3 separate regions of the Sus scrofa genome follow, and all the other regions are linked to region 3. Evidence: chromatin contacts called from public HiChIP or PLAC-seq and promoter capture Hi-C data. All regions are on one chromosome and are shown on one strand. The core of a region is the stretch at or near the end of the contact, and the rest is flanking DNA. Distances in the headings are between cores, read along the strand shown.

What was found. Promoter capture Hi-C pulls out the DNA fragments that hold promoters and counts their contacts. HiChIP or PLAC-seq counts read pairs in DNA pulled down with a chosen protein or histone mark.
Region 1: a contact with region 3 is called in a promoter capture Hi-C map of fetal liver, with 4 times the contacts expected there. The contact joins the promoter of UFSP1 here to the promoter of AP4M1 in region 3. A contact is called at or near these places in 2 of 5 promoter capture datasets (fetal liver and liver) and 1 of 47 Hi-C or Micro-C datasets (epiblast stem cells).
Region 2: a contact with region 3 is called in an H3K27ac HiChIP or PLAC-seq map of alveolar macrophages. The contact joins the promoter of MOSPD3 here to the promoter of AP4M1 in region 3. A contact is called at or near these places in 2 of 2 datasets of contacts at active chromatin or transcription factors (alveolar macrophages and skeletal muscle).

The regions. Positions count from the first base shown.
Region 1 is chr3:8,729,746-8,734,122 of Sscrofa11.1, reverse strand. UFSP1 (inactive Ufm1-specific protease 1) reads left to right here and starts at 1,834. Exons shown (of 1, transcript XM_003354480.4): 1 at 1,834-2,852. The coding sequence starts at 2,275. The coding sequence ends at 2,703. SRRT (serrate RNA effector molecule homolog) reads right to left here. Exons shown (of 21, transcript XM_003354479.3): 17 at 4,058-4,251; 18 at 3,711-3,867; 19 at 3,438-3,527; 20 at 3,193-3,319; 21 at 2,919-3,109. The coding sequence ends at 3,034. ACHE (acetylcholinesterase) reads left to right here. Exons shown (of 5, transcript XM_003354481.4): 4 at 285-454; 5 at 1,326-1,672. The coding sequence ends at 1,447.
Region 2 is chr3:8,529,731-8,534,684 of Sscrofa11.1, reverse strand. MOSPD3 (motile sperm domain containing 3) reads right to left here and starts at 2,940. Exons shown (of 5, transcript NM_001195356.1): 1 at 2,681-2,940; 2 at 2,384-2,459; 3 at 1,926-2,155; 4 at 1,212-1,376; 5 at 857-1,090. The coding sequence starts at 2,885. The coding sequence ends at 1,059.
Region 3 is chr3:8,012,108-8,016,493 of Sscrofa11.1, reverse strand. It overlaps AP4M1 (AP-4 complex subunit mu-1), which reads right to left and starts at 2,793. Exons shown (of 15, transcript XM_021086202.1): 1 at 2,598-2,793; 2 at 2,410-2,498; 3 at 1,898-2,004; 4 at 1,722-1,818; 5 at 1,479-1,589; 6 at 1,310-1,390; 7 at 1,040-1,102; 8 at 874-940; 9 at 716-769; 10 at 483-589; 11 at 287-381. The coding sequence starts at 2,655. MCM7 (DNA replication licensing factor MCM7) reads left to right here and starts at 2,447. Exons shown (of 15, transcript XM_021086193.1): 1 at 2,447-3,103; 2 at 4,269-4,348. The coding sequence starts at 3,073.

The sequences.
Region 1 (4,377 bases), core at 585-3,084, 720 kb before region 3:
TTTAATGGGAGAAACAAAGATGGAGCAGTAAAACTGAGGGAAAAGAAGAGGAACAGCAGAAAGAGGGAAGGCAGGAGGAAGGGGAAGACTCCAGGCAACAGGGACTGTTGGAAAAGAGAAAGGATTAAGGAGGCGGTGGGAGGGAGGGGATGAGGCTCTCCCTGGAGCCTAAGAGGGCACGGGGTCAGGAAGCAGCCTGCCTCCCCCTACTCTCCATCTCCATTCCGCAGGCCCCAGGGAGGGGCTGGCTTGCCTGAGGCCGAACCTTCTCTTTCCTTCCGCAGGGACCCCAATGACCCCTGGGATTCCAAAGCCCCGCAGTGGCCCCCGTACACGGCGGGAGCGCAGCAGTACGTGAGCCTGAACCTGCGGCCGCTGGAGGTGCGACGCGGGCTGCGTGCCCAGGCCTGCGCCTTCTGGAACCGCTTCCTACCCAAATTGCTCAGCGCCACAGGTACGCAGAAGCCCGCAGGCAGGGCTGGGCGGAGGAACGGGAAAGGGGCGCGGAGAGAGAGAGGGGTGCGGGAGCCGGCAGGGTATAACCCCTCTCTTCTCCCCCCAGCCTCGGAGGCCCCCTGCACCTGCTCAGGCCCCGCCCACGGGGAGGCTGCCCCGAGGCCCAGGCCCGGCCTCCCCCTATCCCTCCTCCTCCTCTTCCTCTCCCGGTTCCTGCGGCTGTGACCATGGCCTCTTCCCCCTCCGGCCTCAGGGGGCCCCTCCTCTAAAGAGTGGTCGGACCGTGGGGAAGGGCCCCACTCAGGGATCTCCGACCCAGCGCCCCCTCCCTCCTCAAACCGAGAAACTCAAACTGGACAGGGCTGGGGGGCTGGAGAGGACCGGTGACCCATCTCAGGGACCCACACGCCTTCGTTGTCTAAGTGGAAATGAAAAAGCCAATTTTCTTTTTTATATAAAATTATTCTTTGGAGCCTGAGCTTGGTGTTGGGGAGAGAGTGAGGCCCTGGGGCTAGATAGCACCACACAGTGGGGCTATAACCGCCAACCATTTCTGTCTCTTCTCTTTTCCCCACCAACCCACGGATCCTCCTCCTCTGACCCCTTCTGTGCCCGTCTTCCGGTCATTTTCTCCCCCTCCCTCCTCCTTCCCGCCATCCTTCTCCGGCCCCGCCTCTATCCTTGTCCTCTTTCTGGTCTTCCGTCTTCCCTCTTTCGCATATTCTCCTGATCCTCTTTCCACCATCCCACATGGCCTCCTACATTCTCCGTGTGTCCTCCCCGAACTGCCCCCCACCCACCCCCGCACGTCCATTCCCTTCCTTTCCATTGTCCTCCCCGCACCCACTTGCCGGGCGCCCTGGCCGCAGACACGCTGGACGAGGCGGAGCGCCAGTGGAAGGCCGAGTTCCACCGCTGGAGCTCCTACATGGTGCACTGGAAGAACCAGTTTGACCATTACAGCAAGCAGGATCGCTGCTCAGACCTGTGATCCAGGCGGGACCCCACGTCCCTCTGCCCTGCCCGCCTCGCCCAGCCCCCCCAGCTGTATATACTATTTATTTAAGGGCTGGGATATAACAGAGAGGATTCCTAGACCCTGCCCACCCACCTTTCCCCTGGGGCTCCCCGCCCTCTGCATGTCTCGGGCCGAGCCCCCTCCCCCACGGTGCCTTCGCCCCTCTGGGCTGCCAATAAACTGTTATCAGCCACAGAAGTGTGCGCGACTGGGGCTGGGATCTGGGAAGAAAGCCTCAACCACCGGGTGAATGGAAGCGTGGGTGCGAAAGCCGGTGGGACGGATTGATCGCTGGCGTGGGAGGGGGGGCCGGCGCCCGCCCCGCGAGGCGGAGCTCGCGCCTGCGCGGTGACGCCGGCGACGCGGCGGTGCATTGTGGGAGCCCCGCGGCTCGGCCTCGACGTTAAGGGGCGGCCTCTCTCTCCGCTGCTACGTGGGGCCCGCACGCCGAGTCTGCCCGCAGCTGGCTCGAGCCTCGGGGCCGAGAGGACGCGCTGGAGCCCGGAGTTCGCTTCGCGCCGCACGGAGACCGCACCTGCCCGGCCCAGCGACCACCGCGCCCACCCACCGCCCTGGAGCCGCTGAAGGATGTCCACTTGGGCCTGGACCCGCCCGCCCGCGGCCCCGCTCGCCTGGCTCTCCTCTCGGGCCATTACCTCTATTACCACTACGGCTGCGACGGCCTGGATGACCGGGGCTGGGGCTGCGGTTACCGCACTCTGCAGACTTTGTGCTCGTGGCCAGAGGGCCGGCCGACGGGGGTACCCGGGCTGGCTGCCGTGCAGGCGGCCCTGGAGGACATGGGAGACAAGCCACCCGGCTTCCGGGGCTCTCGGAGCTGGATCGGGTGTGTAGAGGCCAGCCTCTGCCTGGATCATTTCGGGGGGCCTCAGGGGCGCCTATGCCACGTGCCCCGTGGAGCAGGGCTTCAGGGGGAGCTGGAGAGGCTCTACTCTCACTTTGCAGGAGGCGGGGGGCCTGTAATGGTTGGCGGGGATGCAGATGCCCAGGCCAAGGCCTTGTTGGGAGTGTGCCTGGGGCCAGGCACAGAAGCCTATGTCCTGGTATTGGACCCTCACTGCTGGGGTGCTCCGAAAAACCCCAGTGAATTACAGGCTGCTGGGTGGGTGGGCTGGCAAGAGGTAAGCACAGCCTTTGACCCCAACTCCTTCTACAACCTGTGCTTGACCAGCTGTAACTCGGAAAAGCAGCGAAATGCCTTGGACTGAGGCTAAGATCCCAGAACCAAAACATCTCTAGTTCCATATACACTCACCTACCCCCAACTCAAAGGCAGAGGCTGCCTGACATCAGGCCCCCAGGAAGTCCCAGCAAAACCTGGGACCTTTGGTGTCAATAAAGTGGCAAGGCCCAGCTACCCATGGCCCCAGTCAATCTTTGGGAGAATGTGGGGAGGTGTATATTATACACTAAGTAAAGAGTGTGACCGTGGAAGTGCTTTTATCGGCAGTAAGGCTGAACGTACAAAAACTTCTCAGAGTTGGATGGGACAAAGCAGTCATATTTGTAGATGATACCAGGAGTGAGGAAAAGATGGCTCAAAAGAAATCCACGTCGTCTGGAGCATCCAGGTCACGGTATTCCACAATGGCCCGTGGGTCTCCACGGACCATCCTTTGAGATAAGAAAGAGGTAAGATAGGATGATGAGAGCTGACCCCAAAAGGGAGCAAGAATATTTAGGCAGCCCATTCTCACCTGTTTCGAGGTTTCCCAGGATAACCTCCCTGGCCTCGGAAGGCATCATAGTTCCCTCGGCCAGCACCATAGGGAGCATGGGGGTACGGAGGCCCTCCTGTGGGGACTGCAGGGCGAACGGCACCAGCTATGAAAAACATCAATGTTGAGCTGAAAAACCGTGACCTCAACTACATCCTAGCTAAGTTTTCTTTCTCTCGGCCCCTCACCATCATCAAGTCCTTTTGACTCCCTCTTACACTTACCTCCATAGCCCAAGATGGGGGGCCGAGGCTGACCATAGGGCATCAGGCCCTGGGGAGTCTGGTGCGGGTAGGGGAGTCCCGGAGTCAGGCCTGGGGGGAGTACAACACGGACAGGAACATGAATTACTGCGGGGGGGGGGGGGACAACTGCTTTTTAGTGATTTGGCTCGAGAATGGGAGGAGACTTTTCAGGTATGACACGTTAAAGAGAACCGGGAGTCTCAATAGTCAAGGAACAGGGGATGTGGCTGACCCTCACGGATCGTATCTTACTCTGGGCAGGGCCAGGTGGCTGAGCTGGCTTGATCTCGGGCAGAGCTGGGCGCTTGGCATCCGTAAGAAAGTTGTTAAAAAACGCCACCTCCTTCTTCACTTCCTCAATTTTCTCTGCATGCTTGTTGAAGATATGTTTGCGCACAAACTCAGGGCCCTAGGGGAGAGGAGGGGTCAGGACAGAGGTGCCAGTGCAGGTTCCCTACCTCCCCAGACCCACCCTCTCCCCTCCCTCCAGCCCCGGAGAGGGGGGTAGGGAGAGTTGCTCCCCCCAGGCTTTGAGGAGGCTTCCTGGCTCAACCCTCTCCTCCCACAGTTCTAACACACAGCTCTCTGACATCCCAGACCTTGAATTTCTTGCCACTGAGAGGGCATAGCCACTTATCCTTGCCCAGTTCCTGAGTGTTGGAGGTCACAAACTTTTCTACTTCCTGCTCAGGATCTTTGCGACCCATCTTCTGGGCCTCTTCCTCTGAAAGAGATTCCCGCACACTCAGCAGCGGAGTCAGCTTCTCCTCAAACGTCTTCTGCCACTCTAGCACTGTAGTTGGGGAACAGAGGACAGCCGGTTGGAGAAGGGAGCCAAAGGCAAGGAATAAGCCAGACGGAGGAGATTACAGGAGGTGGCAGAGCACTGCTACCAGAGCAGAACCCAGGCCAGAGGCAT
Region 2 (4,954 bases), core at 1,691-4,190, 520 kb before region 3:
ATCAACAATCTGCCAGTGTCACTGGCTGCCCCTCCTCCTTTCCTCCCGCCTAGCCTTGCATCTGAAGGAGGGCCGGAAGCCTGCCTTTCAAGAATCCTGTTCTTTTCCTTTGCCTAAATGTCTCCTGCCTGGTTAGGCTGAGGTCATGTCGGGCAGGGCTCTTTCTCCCCCATCTTGGCAAGGACCTTAGTGCTTCTGACCCACAGGGGTCGAAGTCAAAGGAGGAGGCAACATAATAGCAGATAAAGGGGCGAAAAGGCAGACTAGGATTCTGGGGATGGGAAGCCTCCAGCAACCCTGGCAAGAGGCTCTGATGGCTCAAGATGGTGAGACCTGAGTTCTGCAGCAGGTATGATTAGATGCTATTTTTGTTTGTTTCTTTTTAGCTTAGGTGGGTTCCTTAGGGATAGGACCTAATCCCTAGGATAGGGCTAAGGGCAAATATTAAGAATCAACTTTCCCAGTTCCCTTAATTAATTAATCAATCAATTTATGCATGTATGCCACCCTTTGGCATAAAGAGTTCCTGGGCCGGGGATCTGATGCAAGCCACAGCTGTGACCTAAACGCCGGATCCTTAACCCACTGTGGTGGGCCAGGGATGGAAACTTTGTCCCAATCCCATTGTGCCACAGTGGGAACTCCCCAATTCCCTCATTTTAGAAGCAGAAACTGAAGCTCAAGAGAAATGAAATGACTTGCTCAAGGTACACTGTTCTTCTGGGGCAGCACAAGGCCTAGCACCCAGTTCTTCACTGGGCCTCTTCACGGCCCCAGGTGCCAGGTCCCCAGTGGGTAGGAAGAACTGGAGGAAAAAAAGTGGAAAGAAAGGGGACTGTTCCCTAAACGTCTTAGCTCAACTTTACAAATTTATTTTATTCAACTTGGAAATGAATACAAATCCCTGGGTTTTGTCTGTGTAGGGGTGGGGGGATGGGCAGGAGGGAGGAAGAAGGAAGCAGGCGTGGCGGCAGGGTTATGAGCATCACAGTGGCTGTCTCATGTCCACGTCCACGTCCCTGCCCGGGGAGGGGGGTGGTGGAGGTGGAGCAGGGAGCTCAGATCCGGAGGAACACCATGGTCAGGAGGCCTGGAGAGGGGAGAACAAAAGAGCAAGGTCGTATATGCAGCCGGGGGCCCTGGAGGCCCCCTTTCCAGTCCCGGCTCCCCCTCTCTGGGCCCACATCCTCTACCACCACCACTGTGCTCACCCAAGACGTAGGCTGCCACCAACTTCTGTCCCAGGGAGACGTGCAAGATTGGGGGCAGCTGGCTGCCAAGTTCATCCTGGAGCGGGAGCAGCAGGAAGGCCACCGAGACGATGCCCATCAGCAAGAAGAGGAGGAAGGAGCTGGTGGCCAGTTGCGGGTGGGGGTCTGGGAAACAAGGCCTGTCAGACGCTCCAGCCCGCACTCCTGCCCAGCCCAAGGTCCTACAGGGAGGAGGCTGAAGATGGAAGGTGTACCTACTTTTCGTTGGACACTGGAAGTGTCCTCTCCTCCCTGGAGCCTCTGTCCCCACAGCCACAAGACACCCTCTCCCCTTTGGTCCCTCATCATTCTTCCTCTCTCTTCACTCTGTCTTGAATACTGGCCCTGCTTACTGGTCTATCGGGCAGAGACCCCTGTCTCCCACACATACACAACTTGGGACGGCAGGAGTTGCTCAACCTACGCTTCTTATTGAACTGAACTTGGCTGATACATGATGGGAAGTACTGAAGTCAGAGCTAAGGGAAACATTTTTTCCCCCTCAGTGGAAGCCAGAAACCAACCTGATGTAAAATCTCAACTCCTAGGTAGGTTTCCACCAAAAAGCAAAAGACTGAACCGGAGGCCTCTTCACCTCCAACTGAGCTCATCTCTAAGATCATGCTAGGTCCTCCCTCCCTACAGAACTCTCAGAATTCCCATCCCCAAACTCACTCTCTGGGAAGTGTTGGGCCGAGGGTGGAGCGGTCCAGGAAGGGGGCCCTGGGTGGGGCGTTGGGTCAGGCTGTCCCTGAAGCTCAGGGGGGTACGTTGGGGCCCTCAGAACTGAGGTGATGTCCTTGCGCCCCACCACTCGGCCCTCTGTTCCTTCCTCAGACAGCTCAATGCGGAAGCGGTCCTGGACGTCATAGTGGCTGGGATTGGGGGCCACGTGGCGAATCACACTGGTCTCAAGAAAGGAGAGAGGCCCATTGAGGGGCCGTGATCCAAGTGGATCCAGGCCCCACCCTCCCAGGAAACTTTCCCTTAGGGACGCAGACAGAGGGGTGGGTAAAACAGATTGAAGAGGACAAGGTCTGGGACCTAAGGCCAAAGCACAGTAAATCAGAGAACTATTCTGGCAGCAACCCCTGGCTTTCATCAGCCTCTCGACCCCTCCCCTCCCAACTCACATGTCAATGCAGGATTGAGGCTTCACATATCCTTCCGCGTCAAACACTGTGTATTTGGCAGGTGCTGTGCACAGAACTGGAGGAAGAAAGCACAGAGAATGATTATTGCTTCAGGGACCCTGTACAAGCCCCGCCCATGGAGCGCCTTTGCCTCCTACCCCGCCCCCCCACCTCCGATCATCCATTCTGCCTAGGCTGGACATACGACCGTACTCATCTGACTGCTCAATCCATACAGCTCCCCAATTTTCTTCTGCCAGTCCCCAGATCCTAGCGCGAGACGCCCATCCCCTTCACCTCGGAAGCGAAGCACTGCTCCCGTGGGGTTATAGAGGGTCAGCAACTGCCGGGGGCCGCTCCGCTGGTCCGCCCTGAATACTAGATCCGGGGGAAAGACGAGGACCGGGACAACAGGTCCCGAGGGAGCAGGGGCGCCCCGGGACCCCCGCCCAGGAGCCCCCGAACCCACCAGCTCCTGGTCCTGGGGCGCCCCACGGCGCATGCAAGCTCTGGGCGGTGGAACATCCGAGGGCAGAGTTCAGGGGACGGGCCTGGAGGATAGAGCTGAGGGGCGAGAGGGGTGAAACGGAACGGGATGAGACCGTAGGGCAGGGCCTGGACTGATGCTGCCGCCGCCTCGGAATCCCGCTAGATGAGGCCCCAGAAGACAGGCCCAGCCCCCCCAAACCCTTCCCCTCTCCAGCTCTGCCTTGGGTCCCCTTAGGCCCCGCCCCCAAGCTCTACCTCGAGGGTCACGCCCACCTCGTAAACCCTGCCCCTCCCAGCTCCCTGCCGGGGCCCTTGTCTTCAGTCCGGGTTCCTGATCTCCATAAGCCCCGCCCCACTCTGCAGCATGCCCCGCCCCTTCCGGGCGTCCCTGGGCACTTGCCCAGTCTGCCCCCCCAAGACTCTACTTGCCGCAGCCGCCTCTTCCGGGGCTGTCCTTTCCGTCTTCTGTTTTCCCGAGACCTGTATTTGTGCCTCCGACCCCTCCCTGAGCTCAAGCCGACGCTTATTCGGACTTCCGCCTCCGAATGGCCGCTCTTGCTATGAAGCTCGCCTTCTGGTCACAGCACCTGCCAATCAGCTTTTGGCTGTACTAGGGCTGCCATCTTCCGGAGAGACCGTTTCACTCTTCCGCCGTACGGGCTCTGTCATTGGCCAGCGCCGCCTGGTTTCAGCCGTAAGTGCGCCCATCGGTGCACGTAAAGAGGTGATTGGCTTCATCCTAGTGACGTAAAACTTTACGAGCGTCTCTAGAATGCTAACCCTGGCATAAGCGGGGGTGGGGACCCGGGCGGGGCTGGGAATGGGTCTTTGTTCCTTCTCCCCACTCTGAGCCCGTCCGAATCACTAGAATTTACCTCCCACGAGAGAGCCCTCTTTCTCTACTATCCCAGGTCCTCCTAGAAGCCTTCGCAGCAACAAAAACCGTTTGCTACAGAACTAGTTGGAAGTAGCTCCCAGTTGGACTGGGATCTCAGCCCAAGGTTCTTCTGATTCCTTCCTGCACGGAACTCACTCGGAAATCACTTATATTTGCTACTTGCTGAATTAAGAGTCAGCCTTGCTACTTACGTCATCCCACCGAATCTTCAACTCCCTTCGCAGAGGAGGAAACAGCTTCAACAAGGTGAAGAATCTTGCCCCAGGCCACACCTTTGGTTAGCAGCAGTGGAGCAAAACAAAGTTATCTTATCTGAAACCCTTCTCTGAGCGCCCTATCAAATGTAGAATCTCCCTTTGCCTGTCCTTTTGTCACGCTTTTGTTTTCTTCACAGCACTCATAGAGCTACTTGATAGCATGTTTTAGTTTATCGCTGCTCCTGTAGAATGTACCTTGCTCTCTACAACAGTAGGGACTTTGTTTTGTTTTATTTTCAGCACCTAAAACATGTGGAGTGAACAATGAATGAGTGACTAGGATGAGCTTGAGCAGAGGTCTGATTGAAGTTTGGAAGCACGACACATGTCTGTGGAAGAGAATTCCAGATGGAACTGCAAAGGCAAACGCCGGAAGTAAATGTGTACTAGATAGAAATGGTCAAGGAACCAGTATGGCTGGAACAGAGGTTTTAAGGGAGACAGTACTCAGCGTTGAGATGAGGTGGAAGGAGGGATGCTGATCACCTAGAGCCTTAGGGCCCACGGTAAGACAGACTGATGGGAAACTATGGGAGAGTTTTCTTGTTATTTTATTTATTTTATTTTGTCTCTTTTGTCCTTTTTAGGGCCGCACCCGCGGCATATGGGGTTTCCCTGGTTAGGGGTCTAATCGGAGCTGTTGCTGCCGGCCTACGCCAGAGCCACAGCAACGCCAGATCCAAGCCGGGACTGCGACCTACACCACAGCTCACGGAACGCCAGATGGTTAACCCACTGAGCAAGGCCAGGGATCGAACCCGCAACCTCATGGTTCCTAGTCGGATTAATTTTCCCCTGTGCCACGAGGAGAACTCCGAGTTTTTGTTTTTTGTTTTTGTCTTTGTCTTTTTTTTTAGGGCTGCACCCATGGCATAGGGAGGTTCCCAGGCTAGGGGTCTAATTGGAGCTGTAGCCACCGGATTCGTT
Region 3 (4,386 bases), core at 1,544-4,043:
ATACTGTTACTCAGGCCCTAGCCTGCTGGCATCGCACCATCCCCCATGCAGGGCCGCCAGGTGTGGCTGTGTCAGCTGTGCCCCAAGAAGGAGAGAAGGGCTGAAATCCACCCAACTCTGTGAGCTACGACATGCCACTTGTGGGGGGGTATGCCTTCTGCAACTTGGAGCCTGTGACTACCACCCTCCTATGTAATCAGTCTTGAGATGTGTGTATAAAACACATGTGTGCAATTATATTAACTGGGGCCCCCAGGGAAGTTCTAAAGAAGAGAAATGGTCTCACCTGCCAGAGCCTCGGTCCCACTGCACAGAGGGAAAGAGCCGGAATGGGAGCGGGGAGGGGAGGTCATCTGAGAGCTGGTAGCGCATCACCGTCAGCTGAGAGCAGAGAGCAACGGAGACGAGTTTGGTCTCCTCCCACTCGAACTGCCTCCCTTCCCCTCGGGAGATGGAACATGCTAGGCTGGCCCGATCCTGACCTCACCCTGAGGGGGCTGCAGGCGGAGGATTCGATGAGATTCAAACTCATCCAGATGCACTGAGCTGTGAAATGAGACCTCATCCACCCGAATTCCTGGCCCATAACCTGGAAAAAGAGAAAGACTCCTCTCCTAACCCATATTTTGAGGGAAAAGGGCAGGGAGGGGATCTGACTCTTAACTTGCCTCCATGAAACCTGTGGCAGTGACCACTGCCTTGGAAAGACCCTCACCTCTCAGTTCTGACTTCCCCACACAAAACTCTTCCGTCAAGCCAATGCGCATCTCTGTCAGAGAAAAGAACATCAGAAAAAGCCGCCAAAGAACACCACGCACATCACCAAGGAGCCAATCCCAAACGCCACCCTGGTCTAGCCTGCAGGCTGCTCACCGGAGCCGCTGGGCAGAAAGCTCTTGAGTCGGATCTCTCCCTGCACGTCCACCTTCAGCAGCGAGCCCTGAAAGCGCCAGGAAGGTTCATGTGCAGAAGGGACCTCCCCGACATGTCTCCCAAACGTCACCTGTCCTCAGCAGCAAGGCTGGGGGCCCACACTTACGTTAGAGGCTATCAGTACGGACAGTCTCTCGACCACGTCCAAGAACACTTCGTTCTTTTGGCTCTGAGGAAGAGAGGGGGATTTGGTGGGTGGCGATTGACTGGCTATTATTCTAACACAGACAGGCAAAAAAGGACAGGTCACTAGAGGCTGGAGCTCTGGGATGGGGACACAGGAAAGGGAAGGGACGAGATCACCTATGTCTAGAGGAGATGGAAAGACAAGCTGGGCTCCGGGACTCTGATCTGCACCCGTCAACCCCACCCTTACCTGGTCAGAGCGGCTGGACAGGACAGGGCGGCTGGCTGCACTGCTGGGGGCCACTTTGCTCTGTTGTGTCTCGGCCCCAAACTGGAAAGCACCCAAAGCAATCAATCCTCAGGTCCGACACTCCCCACCAACCCTCATCCATGCTGGCCTCCTCTGTCCCTTGACTGACCAAGCCAACACTGCTGAGGTCAAAGAGGCTGAAGGGCTTGCTGACCACGGCCTCCGTCTGGATGAAGTTCCTCAGCATCTCCATGGATGTGGTCTGTACGTAGCCATAGTCCTGCGGGCAGAGGAAGGACATTTTTTGGGTGGTCAGTGGGGCGAAGGGGTGAAAATGAGTGGACTTGGTCTCCCAACCACGGGATGTATCTTCAGAGAATAGGGGACAGGGAAGGACGTTCTCAGACCTCACCAGCACTTCATCCAGGAGTTCGTAGACCAGAGCCACGTTGCGGGAGATGGTCCCCTCGCCCAGGGAGCCACAGTAATCTCCCAGGAGAGTGGCTAGCCTGCAGAAACACAATGGAGTGTGCATATCGGCCTCCTCTCCCACCCCCACGCCCATGTGCCCAGCCCTGTCCTCCTCACCGGGAGAGCAGCTCTAGGAGGCTGAAGGGAGAAATGTTCTCTGAAGTCGTGGCCACCAAATAGAGGCCGTTGTGTCTGATGTGAATAAAATGACGGTCATCGTGGTGCTGAGGTAGAGGCAGGGGGAAAAGCATTAGGAAACGAGAGTTGTAATGATTCCTGGCCTGTGAGACAGGCTAGTATCCGGATTCCCCTACTTACTAGCAACGTGATTTGGGGCCACATATGAAACCTCCCTAGAGCCCAGCTTCCTATTGTGTAAATGGTATTAATAACAGTACCAACTAACTGAGTAGCTGAGGACAGAGATGTGTAAGGAACTGTGCCTGGAACACGGTTGCTGCTCAATAAACTGCCATTAACATTTGGACTACTGCACTTCCCAAGTAGAAGCTCTCAGGGAAAGAGCCCTGGGAAGATCCCCGCACTGCCCTCCCCACCCCAGCCCCCGCCGCCTCGGAGCGCTGAGCGCATCCCTTCCACCACCACCCCCCACCCCCGCCAGTGGTTACCATGACAACAGGAGACTCGTCTCCGGGCAGTCCCGTCAGCTTCCGGTAGAAGAGCTCTGCCACATCCCGGCCGCCGCTGTCTCCGCGGACTGACGGGATAGAAGAACAGCTAAGGAGCCAGCGACACTGGCTAGCTCGGAGGCACCAGTCCCACCCAGCCCCAACCCCGCCCCGCAAGCCAAGGATACAGTCCTTGTAGATGAGCGGGTCCCCCTTGGAGGACAGAATGAAGAACTGGGAAATCATGGCCGTTCTGGAGGGTAGACCAGGAGGCAGCGAAAAGTTGGGCCTGCCCCGCCCTGCGGCCCCGGAACAAAAGGACGGGAATGGGCTGGCCCTTTAAGAGGGCTTCTCCTCCGACCGCGGGAAACCTGGCGCCTGCCCCGCCTCGCTCAGCCTTTCCCTCTCAGTACCCGCGCCATTTCCCCGTCAGTCACCCCAGGTTCTCCCGGTGATTGGTTGACGCTGGGGCCTGTGGCGAGTGGGCGGGGCGGAGGACCTCCTCTCTGATTGGCCCGCACACAGCGGCGCTGGTCACATGGGGGGCGACGTTTCGCGCCAATTTCGGTTGGTCGGCTGCGGACCACGGCGCAGACGGTTTTTGCTGCCCAGGCAGTGAGAGGTCTGAGCCCGCCAACTGCTGCCGCGCAGCCCTGGGCAGCAATGGCACTTAAGGACTACGCTCTCGAGAAAGGTGAGGGTCTGCAAGCGTGGGAGGGGCGTCCTGCGCGGAAAGGTTCCTGACCAACACCTGTTGGTGGTGGGTTGGGTTCCTGAGGGGCCTGGCCCGGAGCGCAAGGTCAACGGTAGGGTCGGGAAGCGTCGGGGCTGAGGCCTACGGTAACTGGGAGGCGTACGAGGCGCCAGGGTCGGGGAAGAGCTGGTAACCGGGTCCGGGAAAGGAGTGGGTATCGTGGGGTGGGGGGCGGACACCCCGGCTGGAGGCTCCAGAAGGAACGGTCGCGCCTTAGACCAAGGCTTCCAGGGGCCGTAAGGTTCAGGGTCTGGCACCCGCGGGCCCGCTTCCTTCCACGGTCTTAGGCACTCAAGAGTAGCCGCGTCCTCCCGCGACGCGCCGAAGCCCCGGGGGCGGGCAGGCCTGAGCCGCTGCGCGCCGGGATTGGTCGCGTCAGGCTAACCTCCAAGCGGAAGTGAAGGCGAGCGGAAGTTGCGCGACACCGCTGGAGGGTGTCGTGTGTAAACAGTGTCCTTCCGCGCGGTGGCCGCGGAGAGAACTACTGAGGATGGGGGCGTGCCTGGGATGGGGGAGTTTAGAGGAAGACCGAGGGAAGAAGTGGTGGGGTGGGACGGAGTGGCCCTCGAGGAGCTGGCCAATCGCTGGACGGTCTCCCGCCCTGAGCGGAGGAATCCCGGGCTGTGAGGCGGCGGCATCATCTGGGCCCATGTGCTTCTTTGTTTACTAAGAGCGGAAGCAGTGGCGGGAGAGGGGGTGGGGCGGAGGACGGGCCTGGTGGCGGAGGTCCCGGTGAGAGCGGCGATTTAGGAGACAGAAAGAAAAGGGGAAGCGTTCGCGCGGAAGAAAAGCTGAGAGTCTTGAGATCTGGGTGTGTTGCCAGGTGTGGGAGGCCCTTGGAAAAGGGTTCCGAGATTTCTAACTAAGGCTGAGAGTGGAATTCCCTTGGGGGGTGGGTGTTGGGTAATATTCGCAACTGCCAGGGGTCCCTCTGCTCCCCCAGATAAAAACGGACTTGGAAAAGGAGTTTGTAGGTTTGTTTAAATAAATCTTCATTTATCTAATTAGTTCAGAGATCTCATTTTAAGTGAAAGTGAATCAGAGGAGTTTGGAGTAAGGTATCTGAAGAAAGATTGATCGTCACGATTTTACACTTTCCTTGTAGAAAAAGTGAAGAAGTTTCTACAGGAGTTTTACCAAGATGACGAACTTGGCAAGAAGCAGTTCAAGTATGGGAACCAGTTGGTAAGTCTAAGGTTAGGTAGAAGAAATGGGATGGTGGC